Linked DNA regions of Mus musculus: regions 2, 3, 4, 5, 6 and 7 are each linked to region 1. A link is a contact called in public HiCAR-type and promoter capture Hi-C data. All regions are on one chromosome and are shown on one strand. Each heading gives the region's core, a stretch centred on a gene start, on an enhancer-like site or on the middle of the called end of the contact. The rest is flanking DNA. Distances are from core to core; before and after follow the strand shown. Region 1 holds the start of Inpp5k (inositol polyphosphate 5-phosphatase K). Region 2 holds the start of Slc46a1 (solute carrier family 46, member 1). Region 3 holds the start of Zzef1 (zinc finger, ZZ-type with EF hand domain 1). Region 4 holds the start of Unc119 (unc-119 lipid binding chaperone). Region 5 holds the start of Rskr (ribosomal protein S6 kinase related). Region 6 holds the start of Sdf2 (stromal cell derived factor 2). Region 7 holds the start of Rpl23a (ribosomal protein L23A).

What was found. Promoter capture Hi-C pulls out the DNA fragments that hold promoters and counts their contacts. HiCAR-type assays count read pairs that join an accessible place to other places.
Region 2: a contact with region 1 is called in a promoter capture Hi-C map of liver, with 3 times the contacts expected there. The contact joins the promoter of Slc46a1 here to the promoter of Inpp5k in region 1. A contact is called at or near these places in 3 of 39 promoter capture datasets (the 3T3-L1 cell line and liver).
Region 3: a HiCAR-type map of astrocytes shows a contact between it and region 1, with 6 times the contacts expected there. The contact joins the promoter of Zzef1 here to the promoter of Inpp5k in region 1. A contact is called at or near these places in 1 of 39 promoter capture datasets (liver) and 1 of 115 datasets of contacts at active chromatin or transcription factors (astrocytes).
Region 4: a promoter capture Hi-C map of liver shows a contact between it and region 1, with 4 times the contacts expected there. The contact joins the promoter of Unc119 here to the promoter of Inpp5k in region 1.
Region 5: a contact with region 1 is called in a promoter capture Hi-C map of liver, with 5 times the contacts expected there. The contact joins the promoter of Rskr here to the promoter of Inpp5k in region 1.
Region 6: a promoter capture Hi-C map of embryonic stem cells shows a contact between it and region 1, with 3 times the contacts expected there. The contact joins the promoter of Sdf2 here to the promoter of Inpp5k in region 1. A contact is called at or near these places in 4 of 39 promoter capture datasets (the 3T3-L1 cell line, embryonic stem cells, hippocampal neurons and 1 more) and 1 of 9 other capture datasets (adipose tissue).
Region 7: a promoter capture Hi-C map of neutrophils shows a contact between it and region 1, with 5 times the contacts expected there. The contact joins the promoter of Rpl23a here to the promoter of Inpp5k in region 1. A contact is called at or near these places in 5 of 39 promoter capture datasets (the C10 cell line, liver, neutrophils and 1 more) and 2 of 9 other capture datasets (adipose tissue and liver).

Annotation. Positions count from the first base shown.
Region 1 is chr11:75,629,694-75,632,297 of GRCm38.p6, reverse strand. It overlaps Inpp5k (inositol polyphosphate 5-phosphatase K), which reads right to left and starts at 1,278. Exons shown (of 12, transcript NM_008916.2): 1 at 1,101-1,278. The coding sequence starts at 1,198.
Region 2 is chr11:78,464,391-78,466,994 of GRCm38.p6, reverse strand. Slc46a1 (solute carrier family 46, member 1) reads right to left here and starts at 1,294. Exons shown (of 5, transcript NM_026740.2): 1 at 990-1,294; 2 at 1-644. The coding sequence starts at 1,217.
Region 3 is chr11:72,794,908-72,797,511 of GRCm38.p6, reverse strand. It overlaps Zzef1 (zinc finger, ZZ-type with EF hand domain 1), which reads right to left and starts at 1,286. Exons shown (of 55, transcript NM_001045536.2): 1 at 862-1,286. The coding sequence starts at 1,215. It overlaps Cyb5d2 (cytochrome b5 domain containing 2), which reads left to right and starts at 1,673. Exons shown (of 4, transcript NM_001024926.3): 1 at 1,673-1,999. The coding sequence starts at 1,750.
Region 4 is chr11:78,342,207-78,344,810 of GRCm38.p6, reverse strand. It overlaps Unc119 (unc-119 lipid binding chaperone), which reads right to left and starts at 1,316. Exons shown (of 5, transcript NM_011676.3): 1 at 1,025-1,316. The coding sequence starts at 1,244. It overlaps Pigs (phosphatidylinositol glycan anchor biosynthesis, class S), which reads right to left. Exons shown (of 12, transcript NM_201406.1): 12 at 2,035-2,604.
Region 5 is chr11:78,289,540-78,292,143 of GRCm38.p6, reverse strand. It overlaps Rskr (ribosomal protein S6 kinase related), which reads right to left and starts at 1,303. Exons shown (of 12, transcript NM_001287206.1): 1 at 1,205-1,303; 2 at 475-720; 3 at 306-389; 4 at 114-182. The coding sequence starts at 1,261. 2610507B11Rik (RIKEN cDNA 2610507B11 gene) reads right to left here. Exons shown (of 39, transcript NM_001002004.2): 39 at 1,519-2,340. The coding sequence ends at 2,161.
Region 6 is chr11:78,244,433-78,247,036 of GRCm38.p6, reverse strand. It overlaps Sdf2 (stromal cell derived factor 2), which reads right to left and starts at 1,291. Exons shown (of 3, transcript NM_009143.3): 1 at 867-1,291. The coding sequence starts at 1,041. It overlaps Supt6 (SPT6, histone chaperone and transcription elongation factor), which reads left to right and starts at 1,334. Exons shown (of 37, transcript NM_009297.2): 1 at 1,334-1,489.
Region 7 is chr11:78,182,263-78,184,866 of GRCm38.p6, reverse strand. Rpl23a (ribosomal protein L23A) reads left to right here and starts at 1,283. Exons shown (of 5, transcript NM_207523.2): 1 at 1,283-1,348; 2 at 1,881-2,064. The coding sequence starts at 1,324. Snord42b (small nucleolar RNA, C/D box 42B) reads left to right here and starts at 1,754; the gene lies at 1,754-1,808.

The DNA of each region.
Region 1 (2,604 bases), core at 29-2,528:
TCTCACGAGTCTACTCTCTCTTGGGACAAGTCGCCAGTTGGTACATAACATTCCAACCTCCGCTCTCCACAAGTCTCAGTATCAGGAGAAATAATCAACAGCTCTTAAATACCACCACATCCATCACAAGTTCAGAAAAGCGAAGACTTAGGGAGACCTTCAGTGAGGGTGTTGCTATAGCAACACTCCAAGAAGCCCAGACTGTCTCCAGGACAGAGCAAGCAGGAGCTCAGACTCTACAGATGAAACCTGAGTTCCAAGAATACCGAGGCACTGAAGCACAAGATCCCGCAGAGCCACCCAAAAAGGGGAGGGGGGCATTTCCTTCTCCACCAGAGCCTGTTCTTAAAGTGTGACTTGTAAACAAAACAAAACAAAAAAATTCCTGGTTAGCTTCAAGCAGCTCCCTGCCTCTCCCTATGAATATAAACAAAATAATACAAAAACCTTCCTCTCAAGTCCTCTGAGAGACTGTCATTTTGTCTGTTTACAGTCTCCCCCTGCTGTCCGGCAGGTAACCGGTTTCTTTACTCAGTGGCTCCTTGTATTCCCACTCTAAGTGGATAAAAAATAAAACTCGGGATTTGGCATCCCAATCCTCAACTTTGATGATTAGTAACAAATCCATGCACCGCGAATTACGCTCAATTGGACGATTAGCAGTGTTCCTCGTGATTTAAGAGCGGGCATGAGACCAGGCTTTACCTCGCTAAAGGATCTTATCTAAATCTGATTTCGGATTTCTAGAGATCACAGCCCGATCAAGAAGACCCCATGATGTACTGCTGAAAAACAGGAACAAAACTTCTAATCTACAACTGTAGGGGCAAATGTTGGTCCTTAGCAATCTAACCCTGTCTGCTCCAAGAATCAACTGGACACTTGCTTGGGGAGCATCTGCAGTGACCAACTCGGCAGCCAAAGTTTAGAGCGTGCATCAATCCTAACATAGCCCTTTCAGTACTGGCCTGACAGAATTCGGGTATCTAAACTAGGGCAGCCTTGATCCTACTGTGGTTTTGAAATCCAGCCCCACAAATCAGACTGGGCTGAAGACAGCTAACCGCCAGGAACCGACCGGCCTACACCTGCGTCCTCACCTGAGTGCAAAGCCTTTCGGTGCGCTCGGCCTCCTTAGACTCACAGCCGACATTATTCCCTCGCGGTAACCCGGTGTGTTCCTGTCTCCGTGCTGCATCTAGTGCGAGCCGGAGCAGCCCTTGGTCTCCGGTCTCAGCAGCACTGCTCCCTCCGGATTGTTTTTCTTCCGGATTCGGACTGCGCTTCGGCTTCCGTAGGAGGTGGATCCAGAGTGTCTAGGGTTTTGGGGTGCGGTTGGAGGACAGAGGCGGGGCTTTACAGCAGAGCGAACCGCCCAGAGGCGGAGCTGAGCCAGGCTCAGAGAGGCGGGCTCTACATGTCATCCACTCCCGACGCCATACCGCCGGCCCGGACGCGGGAGTGGGCGGTGGCGGGGCCACCTAGGCTCCGCATTCCCAGCCTGCTTTGCGCAAGGGCGCGGGCGTGAGGAGCGTTGAGGGCGGAAGTTGCTGCGGCTCGAGGACTCGGGCTGCTTCGTGATCGTCCCGCAGCGTACGGTCTTCGCTGTCGCCTGCCCACCCTCAGAAACCGGGAGTGGACAGGATGGGGAGCCTCACTGTAGTCTGTTCGGCCTCTCTCGCCCACACTATAAGTAATTTCTCATGTTCCTTGGCGCCCTCATAGGGGTCAGAGAACACTTCCATTCATTTAAGTGACTTGGTGATCGTCATTTAAAAAAATTTTTTTTTCCATCTGAGACAGTCTTGCTAGTAAGTACTGGGGCTTGTTATACAGACCAAGTTGATTTTCCGACCTCAGCTGAGATTACACCACCACGCCCAACTTGAAACTAGTTTTGCTGAATACAAAGCAAAATAATTTAGGATCCCCGAGAGCTATCAGTGAATGAAAAACAAGCCGTTGCTATTTGGTGTATATTCATGGTGACTGTTTACTTTGCCAGACACTTCGATTTATTATTTCCTTTAGATCTCTGGGTCTTAATTTTTGAGGGGTAGGGGGGATAGTGCATGGGGTTGTTTTTACAGTTATGACTTCCCCCAGGGAAATGGGAGTGTTGTTTTAGCACACTGTAGTACCAGCTACCCAGTGATGCCTCAAGAACCCACAAAAGCTCCACTACCTGAAATACATGTTCTGGAACCCGGTGTAGTGATGTTATTTCCAAAACTCACCGAGATTGGTTACTCCAAGTTTGAGTCCAGTTTGGGCTACCTTAAAGTTTCAGGGCATTCGAACTGTGCTGTGATTCATTCTCAAAATGGAAGGGAAGGGGACAACTTCTACCAAGTCTAACTAACCACCTGAGCTTTACCCCTGGATGGAAGACAAGAATCACAGTTGTAGCCATAAACACAGTAATAAAGCTGAAAGTACTGGAGAGGGCTCACAAGTTAAGAGCACTTACAGACCACTGAAGTTGGGTTTGATTCCCTTCACCCACACGGTGGCCCATAATCATTCTAATTCCAGTTGCCCTTTCCCCTCTCTGGGTACTAAGCATGCCAGTGGTGCACATTAACCTCGTCCACTTGCAGTGAA
Region 2 (2,604 bases), core at 45-2,544, 2.8 Mb before region 1:
TAGAGTGTCAGGATATCTTGAGCCCCAAAATGCACAGTAACCACCACGAATATGGCCAAAGAGTACAGGGCTAGATGCATCCTGGACTTTTCTGGGGCTGGAACCACATATAGCCGGGCAATGGATCGATGATGGCGGAGCGTGAAAAGCCTGGTGGACTTTGGCTCCTTCACCGTCTCACCAAAACAAAATGCTGCGTATAGAGCCATGACAATCAGCAGGGCCAAAGCCAGCCAGAAGGGGTTGGCATAACCCTGGGCCCGGAGCCAGTGACCCCCGAGAAGGCTTGCCAGGGTCCCGGCCACACCAATGCATGCTTCCAGCAGAGCCATCCGGAAGGTGCGACTGTGGTTAGAGCTAACATCTGCCACAGAGGCAAAGCTAGCAGCAAGGAGGCCGTTGAAGTCTCCCAGAAGGGCACAAAGAGCTCGGCCAAGCACGAAGAACCCGACGTGCAGTTCTAGCTGCACCACAAAGATGGACACCACGGCCTGGAGCAGCAGACCAAGAGAGGCCAGCACCAGCAATGGGCGGCGACCCACGCGGTCACTCCAGGCTCCCAGCAGGGTGGACCAGAAGAGTCCCACCAGGAAGCCTCCCACGTTCATGTAGAGGGTCCAGTGAGATGTCAGGGTCTCCACTTCCTGTAAAGACACAATCACTAGTGCGCAGGACCTCACTTTGGTTAGCTACCATCACCATCCTGGGAGCTATAGCCTTGCTTTAGAGCCCTAAGCCTCTTGGAATGTTCCTTCAACTTGTAAAAACAGGCCCTGGAGAAGCATTCCCTCCGTCGCTACACTAGATAACTTTCCAAGCCAGGCTTTCTCTAGGTACACCTCCAGCACAAGGCAGCCAGCCAGGGCAGGCCCCCTTTGGTCTGACCCGCCCACCACGCCACGTGTGTCCCGTCCCCTCGGGGACCCCGTCTTCCACAGGCCCCGCCCCGTGCCGCGCTCCGTATTCACAGCTGCTCTGGTCCCTGCTACCTTCATGAGGGGATCCGCGCTTTGGTTCCCACAGTTCTCCCGGTGGCGGGTGCCATTGTAGCCGAGCTCCGTGCTGAACCGGTGCCAAAGGTACTGTGTGGTGAGCGGTCCCTGCAGAACCAGGGCAAAGTTGGCCAGGAAGACTAGGGGCTCCACGGGGCCGCGGAAAAGCACGGGAGCGTTGAGGAAACTGTGGGGCGAGCCCACGGAGCTCACGCGCCCCTCCATGCGCAAACACGGAGGGGCTAGCACCTCGGAACCAGCTGCGGGAGGCCTGGACCAGTCTGTGCTGTCTGCGCCTGCGCCGGCTTCGGGTGCTTCTGTTAAAAGTCTAGAGGGGCGGAGCGTGAGACAGTCTCAAAAGCTTTGGTCCGCTGAACTCTGGGCTGGGTGTCGTCCAAACAATCCCTGTGGTGTGTCCTCACTTCAGGCAACGCAAAGATACTACCGTGCTGCAGCCCTCCTTCCTGGGCGTCGGAACACTCAAAAGAATAATCACTATATCAATAACTAACATTTATTGACAACGTAACTTTGTTCTGGGGCCAGGAATTCTGAATATATTATCTCGTGGCAACCTTATAGATTAGTCACTTAATGATCCGAATCCAGAGATGTGGAAGTAAGGTCGAAAGGCACGCAGGATTAGCGCACAAGACTGGATATGCCAGCTGCGTGGCATCTGCCTCTCGGCACATGTGCATCTGTGTAAGAACAGCCAGAGCCTGGTGGGCCACACTGGAGTACTTGTGCTCTGCCACTGATCCGTTGACCTTGCCTTCACTTGGAAGAAAATCTTAGTGAAGGCAGGACCTAGTGGCATGTGCTTTTAATCCCAGCACACCAGAGGTGAGGCCAGTTTGGTCTAAGCAATACTAGGCTAACCAAGGCTTGATGTTCTGTCCAAAACAAACAAACAAACAAACAAACCAAGAAAGAAAGAATGCCGAGCATGGTGATGCATGCCTTTAATCCCAGCAATTGGAAGGCAGAAGCAGGCAGATTTCTGAGTTCGAGGCCAGCCTGGTTTACAAAGTGAGTTCCAGGACAGTCAGGGCTACACAGAGAAACCCTGTCTCGAAGAAACCAAAAGAAAAAAGAAAAGAGAGAGAGAGAGAGAGAGAGAGAGAGAGAGAGAGGAAGTATTGGAAAATGACAATGAGATTTGGTACACTGAAAGTATTATTTTATATACATACTTTCAGACCAGGCTAACCTCAGACTCATAGAGATTCCCCTGCCTCAGGCTTCTGGATGCTGTTGCTATTAGACCTAATCGCTGTTGGCTATCATTAATGACTAATAGGTTGTCCCTTGCCCCTGTTCCTGTCCTAGGAGCCTTTCCTGGAGCTAGTGTCACATCAAGGACTGGGATCTGATTCTGCAGTTCTCTTAGAGGGTGGAGTAGAGACAAGAGGAGCCTGAGACTGGAGGCCCCTGGGTGTGGGCCTGTGCTCTTCAGTGCCCCTGTTGTAGGAACTGAGCTGGAGAACAGACATCTGCACTGTTGCTGAGCAGCTCAGACTTCCTGTCTGTCTGTCTGTCTGTCTGTCTGTCTGGGCTTCTGTTTTATTGCCTGTGAAAAAGGAGTGCCCTTACTTGGTGCCGTGGAGAT
Region 3 (2,604 bases), core at 37-2,536, 2.8 Mb after region 1:
AACCTTTTGTCCTAACATTGTGGAATTAATAAGACTTCAGGGAGCAGGATAATAGGGACCTAAGGGAATGGGGTGGGAATCAAGAGGTTTGTGAGATACTCTCAACTTTGCTAGTGAAATGATTTATAGGCTAACTCTGGGTCAGTTTTTTCCAAACCATAAACCAAAATGTTCAGTAGAGATATGAGGAGAAATTTCATAAGTACAAGAAAACTAACGCTTCCCTATCAACTTTAGGTTTGATAAGGTTTCAAATGAGCCTGGAACAAGTTCTTCAATGATTTAAAATCCAGTGTATACTTGTTAAAAAAAAACAAACAAACAAAAAACAACCAACCAAACAAAACCTAGTATTTTATAGTCATGAACGGCTTGCAGAATGAGTCTTTTCAGTGTAATGTTACCCTCCTTCCACATTAGACTCAGATGGTTCTCTACAAGATTCCTGCACAGGCCAGTAAAACAGAATGGTTTTCATGGCCACTCCCTTGATCTTTGCACATCCTTTCTCGTAATTGTCTTACTCTGATAAGGTCCAGCAAGCAACTAAGCCTGTCAACTGCACAAATGTCTGCCTACCACATGCAGAGACTTTTTTTTGGCTTGCTCCTCTCTTCGGAACAAAGCTAATGTAGCCTGGACTTTCCACACCTCTAGTAAAGGCGAGAGACGTAGCAAAATTCCGTAGTGATGCACTCCGAAAGAGTTCGGACAACGCCATACTTCCATTCTAAGAACCCGAGGACCCTATGGCTTCCTGGCTGGCCTCCGCAAAGCAACCGCCCACCTCTTCAGGACCTTATTGGCGACCACCCTGCTCCCGCACCGCTGTCGCCAGCCAGCCAGCCAGCCAGCCCTGACCTCCTCGAACTGCTCGCCCGAACATCCAGCGCCGCGAGCCTCCAGCAACTCCCGGAACTGCTCCAGGGTGACGGACTCTTCACCGCGGCCCAGCCGCTCTTCCAGCCAGCGCAAGAGCGCGCCGTGGTGCCTCGACACCAGGGATTCGCAGGGAGGTGCGGGCCGCAACGCAGCCGCTGCCTCTCGCAGCCGAGCGGGTTCCAGGAGTGCAGCGGCGGAAGGCAGCACCGCGGCCGCAGGGCCGGGGCCGGGGGTCGTGCCAGAGTCGGCAGCCCAATCTTGATGTGGGCTCCAGCCCTCACCCCCTGCGGCCGCCGCTTCGTCTTCGCTGCTGTTACTCGGAGCGTTCCCCATGGGGTCTCCGTCTTGGGTGCTCGGAGGTGTCGCCGCCGCCGCCGCCTCCCAGCCACGACCTGTCAACCTCCGACAGCTCCTGGCGGGCGGGGACGGGGTGGAGACCACAGCGGCGGCAGTGACTTCCGGCTTCCTGGCTGTCGAGCGAGGCCTGATGTCGCAACGGAGCCGTCAAGCGGATTCCATTTGCTCACGACAGCTTAATGAAGCCCGGGAACCCACCCGTTAACGTATCCGTCTAGCCGCCTCTGCCGCCATCTTTGTTGAGGGCGGATAAACTGTAAGCCAGGACTTTTTGTTTGTTTGTTTGTTTGTTTGTTTTTTCTCTGTACTGTTCCCCTTTTCTGCTCCACGCTTCACGTTCAGAATCTAGGCTGGACAAGAAAAGAAGAAAGAGTCGGGGGCAAAAGAGTCAACTTTGCTGTGAAGTCTGTCAGTGTCGCGCTGCCGACGTCACGGCCGGCGTCTCTGCTGTCTTAGTGGTGGCTTAAGAGGTGGCTACCTCCGAAGCGTGTCTGGTGTGTTGCTGTATAGATGCTGAGGATATGCGGGCTTGGTGTGGTGCTGAGCCTGGCCGTGGCGGCGGTGGCTGTCATGGCCGTGTGGTTGATGGACTGGTGGGGTCCCCGCCCTGGTATTCGCCTCTTCCTTCCCGAGGAGCTAGCCCGCTATCGCGGCGGCCCAGGGGACCCGGGCCTGTACTTGGCACTGCTCGGCCGCGTCTACGACGTGTCCTCTGGCAGGAGGCACTACGAGCCTGGGGCGCACTATAGCGGCTTCGCAGGTATCGGCGAGGCTCTCACACCTTTTCCTCCTGCGTGGGCTCGTAGCCACGGCTTGCGTTCGTCCAGTAATTTATTCCTCCGCGCCTCGTCATCCCACATTCCTCAGACTGCTGCGGTGGGAAGGACACGGTCCTGGTTTGCAGCTTGGACGCAACTGTGCTAGTTATGTACCCTCCGACTCTGTCTGCTGCACTGTGTGACTGATTCGGAGAAAGATGTGTCTTGTTAGGTAGTGGTTACACTCAGAAGTCTACCTGGTCTCTAGAGCTACCGTGCTTTCAGGCTCTTTAGACTGACCCGAAATAACCTTTCCTCCGCCCGCCTCCGTTTCCCCTAATATAATATTTGAGTCTTTTTTAATTCTAGTAGATGCACTTGTCTGCTTTTCTTTAAAAAAAAAAAATGAGAATCAAGCGGGGAATGAAGTTAGAGCACAGGAAAGCAAGTATCTTTTGTAGTATTAAAATACCTACAATAAACCAGAAGTGGTGTTTTAACTGGAGTGGCTGAGACAGGAGGATCTCTTGAGCTACAAAGATCCATTGAGCCAGGAATTTGTGGCCAGGCTGGCTCTAAAACAACACGAAACAAAACTTCTGACAAA
Region 4 (2,604 bases), core at 67-2,566, 2.7 Mb before region 1:
TCCATTCCTCAAGGCTCAGCCAACCTTTTGCCAGAAGACTCTCTAGTCCTTGTGCACTGTCTGTAGCGGTGCCTGCCTTGGCCCTGAACGATCACTTATCTGCCTGCAGGCAGCCACTCTGAACAGTCCTATGTAGCTTCCAACACTGTTGATAAAGGAACCCTGTTGACAGCGTGCACAGCATGCCAAACATTGTCCAAAATCAGAAGACTGGCTTTATTTTTCACAATAACCTTGAGGGAGGTAACATTGTTCTTGTTCCCATTTTACAGATGGGAAAAAAAAAAAAAAAAAAAAAAAAAAGCAAACATGCTCCTGCAAATGAAATTACATCCCCAAGGTCACACAGCCAATTTCCGGGCAAACTCTGGGACTCTAATCCAGGTAGCACAGCTCAGAAACTCAGTTTCAGTGGAGACTAGCCTTCCCTTGATGAGAGAGCCCTGGAAAAAGAACAAGTCCTGACTTGGGGGGAGGGGGGTCACGCACTTGCTTCCATCACAGGGCCCACAGCCAACAGACGGAAGCACCCGTATCAGCAATGTTCCTGGGCAGAGTATGGCCTCAGCCTTCCTCGGGGAAGCAGAGTGAGGGCTATAACGGTCGGTCAGGGAGCCTGAAGGTTTTCCTTGCCTCCACCTAGCCTGATGTGGCCACTGAAGACAGCCTGCAATGAGGCACACTCCTCTGTGCGAGCACCCTCAAAGGGTTCCGAAGACTCCACTGGGGAAAGGGTTACAGATGCAGCTGCTGCCCCACCTCCACCATGGGAAAAGGGGTGGGCCCCTTGAAAAAGAAGGAGTGGGGTGAAAAGAAGCCACTTCAAGGAGAGGAGGGGGCGCATCAAGAGACCAAGGGAAAGAGCACAGAGATTTCAGGCTTGGAGGCAAAGAGAGAGAGAGTAAGGGGATACAGAGGAGGGGCACTGCGTGGGGGAGGGGTGGGGGCTGGACTCTGAGCCTCGTGGGCCCCCTCCCGCGCTCTCCCTCCAGCCCGCGGGTGGCGCTCCCTCGCCGGTGCTCACCACCCGTGATCCGCTGCAGCCCCAGCACATCCTCCGGCCCGATGGGCTGCTTGCCCTGCAGCGGCCCCAGCCTGGGCCCCGGGCCTGGCTCCGGCTCCGACTCGGACCCGGACTCAGCTTCCGCCCCAGGCTCCCGCGTGGGCTCCGCGCTCCGGTTCGAGGCCCCTGGAACGGGCTCCGCCCCCGACCCGGTCCCGCCGCCGCCTTTCTTCACCTTCATGGCCTCGCGGGGCCGCAGATCCTCGCCCGCTGCCACCGCCGCCGCTGCTTGCGCCGGCTGGAGCCAGGGGAAGGGGGAGCGTCCGCCGCCCCACCCCCGGCCGGGCCCCAGGTGCCGTCCCGCCTTGGTCACGCCCACGGGAGGCGGGTCACACATACCCCGCCCACCGCCTGGCGTCTCCAGCGGGGGAGCCAGAATCCTGGGGGTCCTTGTGAACTTTTTGACAATGTAGATTCTTTTTGACAATGTAGTTACCGAATACCTCTCCTCTTTCTCTCCTGGGTTCCAACCTCAAGGTCTTTCCCTGATACCTTTGTCCTGACTTCAGCCCAGGTCTCAACCCACCCAGTTCTAAAGTACTTCTTCTCAATTTCCAGCTAACCAGCCCTTTTTTTTTTGTAATACATTAAGTGAAATTCTTGCTTGTTCCCTGACCCTTCCTCCTCAAAGGTCAGCTCTATGAAAGCAGAGATGCTCTATACACTGTTCCTCGTAACACCCTAGCACTACCACACAGCTCCTTGCAGCCAGTACCCACCCAGTATTTTCCTTTGTTGAATTGAGTTGCTATCCCAGGGCTGTCACTGGCTCAAGCTACTCCCCACTAGAACTCCTGCTAAAAGCTGCTTCAGGCACCCTACAATCCGCAGGCACCCTACAACATGCAGGCAGCACAGCCCAGGTGTCGAGCCGTCCCCAGGATGCTCAGGACGGGAGGCAGGAAGAACACATGGTGAGCTAGAACAGGTCAGTCTGCTTCTCACACAAGAACGAGTTATGGTCATCCATATCAACTCATATTCAACCAACGTTTAATAACAGTCTAATGTATGTTTTTAAAGAGCCCAATATACAGAACACTTTTACAGGCTTATCACATTTAATCCAGCCCCTTTCTGAGGGTGACATCATCAGTGCTTTCCCACCAATGGAAACCTGAGGCTCAGGTGAGGAGCGAGGAGCGGCTTAGCTGATGCTCTCTAGTCTGTTAAGTGCAGAAGCCGGAGTCTGATTCAGGCCTGTTGGGTTCCAAGTCAGAAATGTTTTCTCCTGTTCCACACTACCTCTCTGAAAGGGTAGAGGGGAACCTTAGCCACAAGGTAGAAGATCCTAAGCCACTGCCTCCTAGACCAGGCTGTCCCCAGTGGGTGACGCCAGTCAAGAAGCTGAGGAAGGAGGGAGGTGGTCTCAGAAGTGGAGAGGACAGGGCTACAATTCAACTCAAGTACTCCCCTAAATTCACCTCTCAGTGCGTTTGTATGCTGTGCTGACAGGCTGCAAGGACAAAGTACCCCTGTCCAGAGGTAGGCACACAAAGGCTTTCAAGTTCGAGCCAGATATGGAGATCAGGAAGGGTACC
Region 5 (2,604 bases), core at 54-2,553, 2.7 Mb before region 1:
TCCAGGACGGACACATACAGGGAAGGTAGACCCAAGAAAACCAGGTAAGTTGGAAAAAGGTACTTTCTCCAACAAATTCAGGTCTCCAGCCATGCTTTCAGAACTCTGCATACCTGGATGCTAACCTCTTCTTTGCACTGCCTCAGCGTATCCCGCTGTAGAACTTTTACTTTGGGCACCACCTATAAGTGTAGAGGCATGGTAACTCATGAAAATCATGCTATTTTAACTTGTTCCCCCTAATCTCTGGAACTAAAGATTGTAAACAGGATCTACTGAGTAAGCTACATCGCTTGACTTCCTACCTTCACTGCAAATACAGCTTTCTGGGCACAATCTAGCACTTTCAGGACAGTTCCAAACGAACCTTTAGCCACAAGGCCTAAAATCTGAACAAAGAAGAGGGAAACTGAGACTGGTTGTTTGTAGATTCCTCCCTAAAACAGACACTTCCCAGGGGCTATGGTGACCTACCTTCAGCTCCTGCTGCTCCCTAACAGGCCTCACGGGAAACTCTGGTAGAAAGAGGCTGATGAACTGAGGCACTGGCCACTCAGACTGAGGCTTCTCTAGTAGCAGTGGGGCTGGCTGGAGCAGCTCCTGATGTAGGCACTGATGCCTCTGTAGTCCCCATAGTTCTTCCAGACCTGACCTGATGGTCCCCATACCACACCAGAGGCTCTTCCAGCCTTGGACCCAGTGACCCTGGATGTTGTCACCCTGCTGAGAAGGGAGCCATTCTAAGCCTGCTCATGAAGCACTGCAGGTTCTGCCCATCTTAACAGGCACCCCTTCCTCTAGTCTTAACCAATGCTGTGGTGACCCCCAACCATAAAACTGTTACTTCATAACTGCAGTATAAGTACCTGATATGCAGGATATCTAATGTAACCCGTGTGAAAGGAGTCACAACACACATGCTGACAACCACTTATCTAGAGGGAAGGAAAATTCCCAGGCTTTGTGATGTGACCTAAATTTCCTTGACTTAATTCAAAATCTCCATGACAATAACAGGTTTATGTTTTCACAACAAAACAGGAATACAACCTGTGCATAAGTGAGTTCTATAGCCTTTATGCCCACCCCAACAATGGATATCAGTGACAGTCTCCTAACTGGGCACTTTCTAGCCTCAGGCCCCTACATCTTTCATTTCCCTCCCATAGGCAGCCAGAGCCTATACCAGAGCCCCATACCCTACCTTCTGAGGAGCAGACACCCGGGTGTGTTGTCCCTGCCGACAGCTTACTGCTCCCATTTCCAGCCTCTGCCTCTTTTCGCGCTGCTAAATCTGTTGTCCAAGTTACATAAGCAATTCCTCCCTCTGATGCTGCATTACCCATGAGCCCCACCTCTTCCAGTGTACACAGACCCATCAGCTTTAGGTCAGCATCATACCCAAACTGGGAAGTATATGTGATTGTGGTAAGACTTCAAGGCAGAGGAGAAAGACAAGACCAGTCATTACTGGGGCAGTTAAAAAATGTGTTGGGTTAGTGAGGAGGGAAGGACACAGACAACTTGAACGCTTTTACTCAATACAATTAAAAAAGGCCAACATCAAATTTAAAATATTTTTTCTTTAAATCTCTTTTTTCTCCATTCTCCTGGGCATACCCCAGGGAGGAAAGTAAGGTACCCATGGCCAGCCCTGGCTCCTAATGCCATCCTCCCAAGTGAGCACAGACTGGGAAGTTTATCCCCCAAACCCAACACCTCTTAGACAACAAGGCAGTGGAGTGAGGCACAGAGGATCAGACTCCTTCCCTTAGCTTATTGGCACAAAGGGAGAGCAATTACATTTAGAAATATATATATATGTTTTATATATATATATCTTTATAAAAATTTATCATACTTGATCAAAACTATCCCCCAACCCTTTCTGTTGCCCCGAAAGAGCAGGATACTAGGCTTGGACACAATCCCTGGGTCTTCTGGTTTTCTTGCCCCTGTGGCCCTGGGTCTAATCCCATGAGAGGGAACCCAGCGCTTTGTCCACCATGCCCTGCAGGGACAGGCCAGCTGTTGAACAATGTCTCTCAGTTCCCATATGCCCCACAAATCCTGCAGGATGAAGGGAAGCTCTGCCCACCCTCAAGTCCCTGGATCCTGAGCCAGAGTCAATTCTATACTGTAGTCACTTGGGTCTCCACATCACTTGCGCCTGCCGAAGATGGACTTCTTGCCAGGGTTCTTGTCGCCCACACTTAAACCAATGAGGAGCCGAGCTTTCTCTTCTTCCTGCTGTTGCATGTTCAGGTCACACTTTGTTTCTAGCTTTCCCCGGACCTCAGACCCCGTTGCAGGTTTCAGCCTTAGTTTTTCTTTGATTACCTGGCAGTGGAAAGGAATAAAAGGAAAGGAAAAATTAGTGAAACGGGGTGTACAATTTAAAGTGAACCAATTCAAAGATTTATTAAGCTTATATGTAAACACAAAAGGGCACTTCAAAGTATATAGATAATAGTCTGCTTGTAAGAAGCTTACAATCTAATCAGAACCATCATAAAGCTGATGTTGTAGAAGCCCTTAATTCCCTCAAAATTAATGAGTCACTAGCATACCAGGGCAAAGGCATGGACAAACAAGGACAGATCA
Region 6 (2,604 bases), core at 42-2,541, 2.6 Mb before region 1:
ATTTCCTCCAGTGTGGGGGCAGAAGCTTTCCGTATGCTCGGCAAATACTCTAACACTGAAGTAATTACCAGCCTTTGAACTTCTGTTGTTTTGAGACAGCCCCCACTATATAGGCTAGGCTGATCTTGAAGTTACAATCCTGCTTCAACCTTTTGAGTGCTACAATTACAGACCTAGGCCACCACGCCTGCCCATTAGTCTTGTTTTATTGTTTGATTCACTACTGTATTTCCTGTATCTAGAACAATACGAGACACACTAAAAGTGCTCTTTAAATCTAGGCCAAATGAATGAGCCCACGAATAAGTGAGTATTTTAATTGCACATGATAAAAAACAGACTTTCCTCTGCAATGTCTGTCAATGCTTAAATTCTTTACAAGAAAGTTATTGCTAAGTTAGAGTGTCAAAAAATATGAGCTAAAAATAGGTGACATTTAAAATCTGAGATTCAGCTTATGTTGTCTTGCTCTAAATGCTCCTCTCTCCAGCACAAAATAGTGGCAGCCCATGGAATCTGAAAGATTTTGAACCTGCACAGATTTGGATTAAACCCTGTCTCCATCATTCACTAGCTGGCTTTGAGCAATATCTCTAGGTCTATTTACTCACCTAAGAAAATAACTTTAGTATCTGTCCTCAATACAATGTTAAAAACCGGAAAGTATATATGTAACACGTTTGGCCCACAGCTCATCAAACAGAAACTAACATTAGGACTAAGTTTCCTTGGCAACTCGTCGTCCTCTTCAAGAAATAGGGCACGGCTAACTTTCCCAGACCACGCCCTCAGACTCCGAGGCCCCGCCCCTTCTAGGCTCACCCGGCCTAGGCAGCCCACCCAGAGCGGTGAGTCCCCCTCTGTACCTGACCCATAGCGCACGTCGTGAGAATGCAGTCGGACATTGTGGCGTGTATTGAGTAGCTTCACCACGGAGCCGCAAGTAACGACAGCCATGTTGGACGCTCCCACAGCGCTCCACAAACCACCCAACAACAGAAGCGACAAGACAGCCATCCTAGATCCGAGAGAACTAATCATCCAAGAAAATTAGGCCCGTCCCCGGAACCGGAAGCCGAGGGTAGAACTACGCCAAGATGGAAGAGAAGACTCCTTAACCTGAATCTTTATGGTTCCTTTGGCGAGAGCGGCTTAAAGAACACGCTGGCCCGGGAGGCCTTCGGGACCTCACTTTGTACTGGGTGCTCTGTGGCGGCTGCGTTCCTTAGGCGTTCGCGGACTCGGAACCAAAGCCCTAGACGCCGGAGGGGAAAAGACAGCAGGAAATGACCCTCCCACTCCCAGTGACAGAGAGCCGGAGGTGACGTACTACGTTAACGCAGCAGCGGCGACGGTGGTGGTGGTGGTGGCGGCGGCTGCGGAGGGCCCTTGCGGTGGGTCCGGACTATCCTTTTGCAGTCTCTGATCGGCGACTCCATTTTCTTCGGTGGGAGCTTAGCGTAGCGGAGAAGCAGCGGCCTTCAAGCAGGTAACGCTCAGCCTGGAGAGTGTGTTGCGTGTGTGGGTGCGCAGGTGGCGAGCCAGACTCCTGGGGCCTGGTCCCGTAAGGGAAGAAGCTTTGGGGTGCCCCACTGCGGGAAGGAAGGGGGCCCTGGCTTTCCCTGATCTGCCAGGGGGGAAAAGGACAGGAAAGTACCGTGATTGCTCAGAGTCTCCAGCCCTTTCTCCACGCGGTACCACCCGGAACCTGTGACCTGGGGTTACCTCTTGAATCAACAGGCTTTCTGGGATCCCATCTTCTCCGCGGCGTCTGGAATCTGGGCCACGCAAAAAATTGGGACTAGAAGAGAGACCTAAGGGTTTCTTTACTTGGCATCAGGTGATCGGATTAATTAGTCCGGCGTTTGGGTCCTGCTGAGCTTTCGAGAGTTCAGCCATGAGGCGGGTGTACTGTGCTGAATGTTAGCTCTTTACAAAATGTTGAGTAATTATACGGTTTTTTTTCCACATATGGGCAAGTCCCTTAATCCTTTCTAAAGATGCGAGTTTATACTTAAGTACCTGGAGCCTTCCATCTTGTATAATTCATTTCCTCGAACACTTGCCAAAGACCTATCATAAATATTAGAATTGGTTGTTAAATCAGAAATGTGTATTGTTTGACATCAGGTACTCGAGTATCTTAAGTAAAGCAGTTCCTCTGTATTACAGAAAGAATCGATTTCTGTTTTCCTTTAGGAGGCGGGTCTCCTGTAATAATTACATGAAAAGACACGGTAATACAAAGGTCATAGGGTAATTTGTTTTTCATCCCGCCCCACTCCATTCCCGCTGCTCCCCTTCTTCAGAATCCTCCATTACTTATTACTTTCATTAATTTGTGTGTGTGTGTGTGTGTGTGTGTGTATGCCTCAATTAGTTAATTTATGGTGGTTTACAAGTACATGGGTGAAGAAGTATTCAGAGAAGCCTGGGCTACAACCCTAAAGAAAATGTTCCCCTCCCCCAGCAACCATGAATTACTATCGATCCTTAGGGTTGGTGGGATCTCATGATGAGCCCCTCCCCCCTAGCAACCGTTAACTGCCCATAAACCTGTAGGAAGGGAGGAGCCTGGTCCCCCTCCCCAGCATTGAAGTATGC
Region 7 (2,604 bases), core at 34-2,533, 2.6 Mb before region 1:
CTTCCCAGTTGGTACTGTTATAGGCTTCTGACACTGCAAACTTCTTCCCTAAGACTAGAAATTGCTCACGAACTGAAATTTTAAGGACCTTAACACAGCTACCAGATGCTATAACCACCCACTGTTTTAGACCTAGGGGAATAAACATTTTTCTTTTAAAAACTACAACTCAAGCCGGACGTGGTGGCGCACGCCTTTAATCCCAGCACTCGGGAGGCAGAGGCAGGCGGATTTCTGAGTTCGAGGCCAGCCTGGTCTACAAAATGAGCTCCAGGACAGTCAGAGCTATAAAGGGAAACCCTGTCTCAAAAAACAAACAAAAAACAAACAAACAAACCAACAAAAAAAACCTACAACTCAGGCCACGTAGTGTTGGCACAGGCCTTTTAATCCAAGCACTCAGCAGTCAGAAGTATGTAGATCTTGGTGAGTTCAAAGCCAGCCTCCTCTACAGAGTGAGTTCCAGGACAGCCAGAACTAGAGAAAGAGAAACCCTCTCTCGAAAAGAACAACTCAAAACGAAACAAAACAGAACAGAACAAAACCAAACCAAAACCTAGGGACCCTAGGGTAAGAACACTGGCTGATCTTCTGAAGGTCATTAGTTTAAATCCCAGCAATCACATGATAGCTCACCGGTAATGAGACCTGGCACCTTCTTCTGGAACAAATGAAGACAGCTACAGTGTACTTAAGTATAATAATAAATAAAATAAATCTTTGGACCAGAGAGCAAACGGGGCCGACTGGAGTGAGCAGAGTTCCCAAAAATTCAATTCATGCTGGGCAGTGGTGGCGCACGCCTTTAACCCCAGCACTCCGCAGGCAGAGGCAGAGGCAGGCAGATTTGAGTTTGAGGTCAGCCTGGTTTACAGAGTGAGTTCCAAGACAGCCAATCTACACAGAAAAACCTTGTCTCGAAAAACAAGAAAACAAACAACAAAAAAATTAATTCCTGACAATCACATGAAGACTCAACCATCTGTACAGCTACAGTGTACTCATATACATAAAGTAAATAAATCTTTAGAAAAAAACAAAAACAAAAAGCCAAAACCTACAATTCCCCCAGAGAAACCCTGTGTCGGAAAACCAAACTAAACCAAACCAAAAAACGCCACATTTCCCAAGAAGCCCTTTCAAAGGGAAAGGTGGCGCATGCTTGGTCTCCCACTCTAGGGAATTAAATGGAACTACAATTCCCAAGAAGCCTCATATTACAGTTCATCCAATCAGTGCTATATATAAGCTATCGCGAGACTTTTATGAGCCTCCATTCTATAAGCTCATGGGAATTGGGCTGGGCCATCCTTTTCAGCCAAGATGGCGCCGAAAGCGAAGAAGGAAGGTATGTTGCGGTATGGGAATCTGTCAGGTCGGTCTTGGATACCCGCAGAGCGAACTCGCGGGGAAGAAGAATGCCCGGCTAAGCCATGGGGGGCTTGTTCTGTGGCTACTGTCGCGACTAGGCCCCGCTGCGGGGTATGAGGACCGCGTGGGCCAAGCCGCATGGGCTGGTTCCAGTGCAGGGGATTGGCAAAGCCACCGGGCCGGCAGCGGCCGCCACTGATGGCCAAGCATTTGACTTTGGGAAGCTCCTTAACATCCACAGGGTGGCGCTCCGGGTCTCCAGACCTATAAGGGATTAAAAGTAGTCCTTATTCGCCCTTTCCCCACGTTAAATGGGGTTATACGCACCCACGTGATGGTACAACGGGTTAATTATCTTTGCCTGTGGTATCGTGCATATGATGGAAAAAATCTGAAGTCTCCTGAGACCTGTGATGTCTTCAAAGGAACCACTGATGCACATGCTGGCAGGACGGCCGGAAGGGGTCACTTTACGAATGCCACACTTAATTTTAATTGTCCTCTCCCAGCTCCTGCCCCTCCCAAAGCCGAAGCCAAAGCGAAGGCCTTGAAAGCTAAGAAGGCGGTGCTGAAAGGCGTCCACAGCCACAAAAAGAAGAAGATCCGAACGTCACCCACCTTCCGGCGGCCCAAGACCCTGCGGCTCCGGAGGCAGCCAAAATATCCTCGGAAGAGTGCGCCCAGGAGAAACAAGTCAGTAGGGACCCTGGACCCAGTAGCATGTAGTAGGGCATTAGGAGTTCTTAACGTAGCTTCCCTTATAAAACACAATTGTTGAAGGAGCTGGTGCGGTGGAAGTGTGAGGTTATTTAGTCAGTGTTTGAAAGTTGACTTCAAAGAGATGTTGCTTATCTTGGTTCCAAGTGATAGGGGACTTGTTGGAACACAGGAGAGTGTTGATTAAGATGTCCAATTGGGGAGTGATGGCCTTCGAATAGTGTTATGAAACACACTTTTTTTTTTAAGATTTATTTGTTTTTTTATTTACATGAGTACACTGCAGCAGTCTTCAGATACACTCACTAGAAGGGGGCATCGGATCCCACTACAGACATTTGTGAGCCACCGTGTGGTTGCTGGGAATTGAACTCAGGACCTCTGGAAGAACAGTCAGTGTTCTCAACAGATGAGCCATCTCTCCAGCCTGAAAGACACTTAATTGATCAAATTCTGACGCTACTCAAAGGAAGTTTGAGAGAATGCTTACTGAAAAGTGTTTTGTCTATGGGGGAA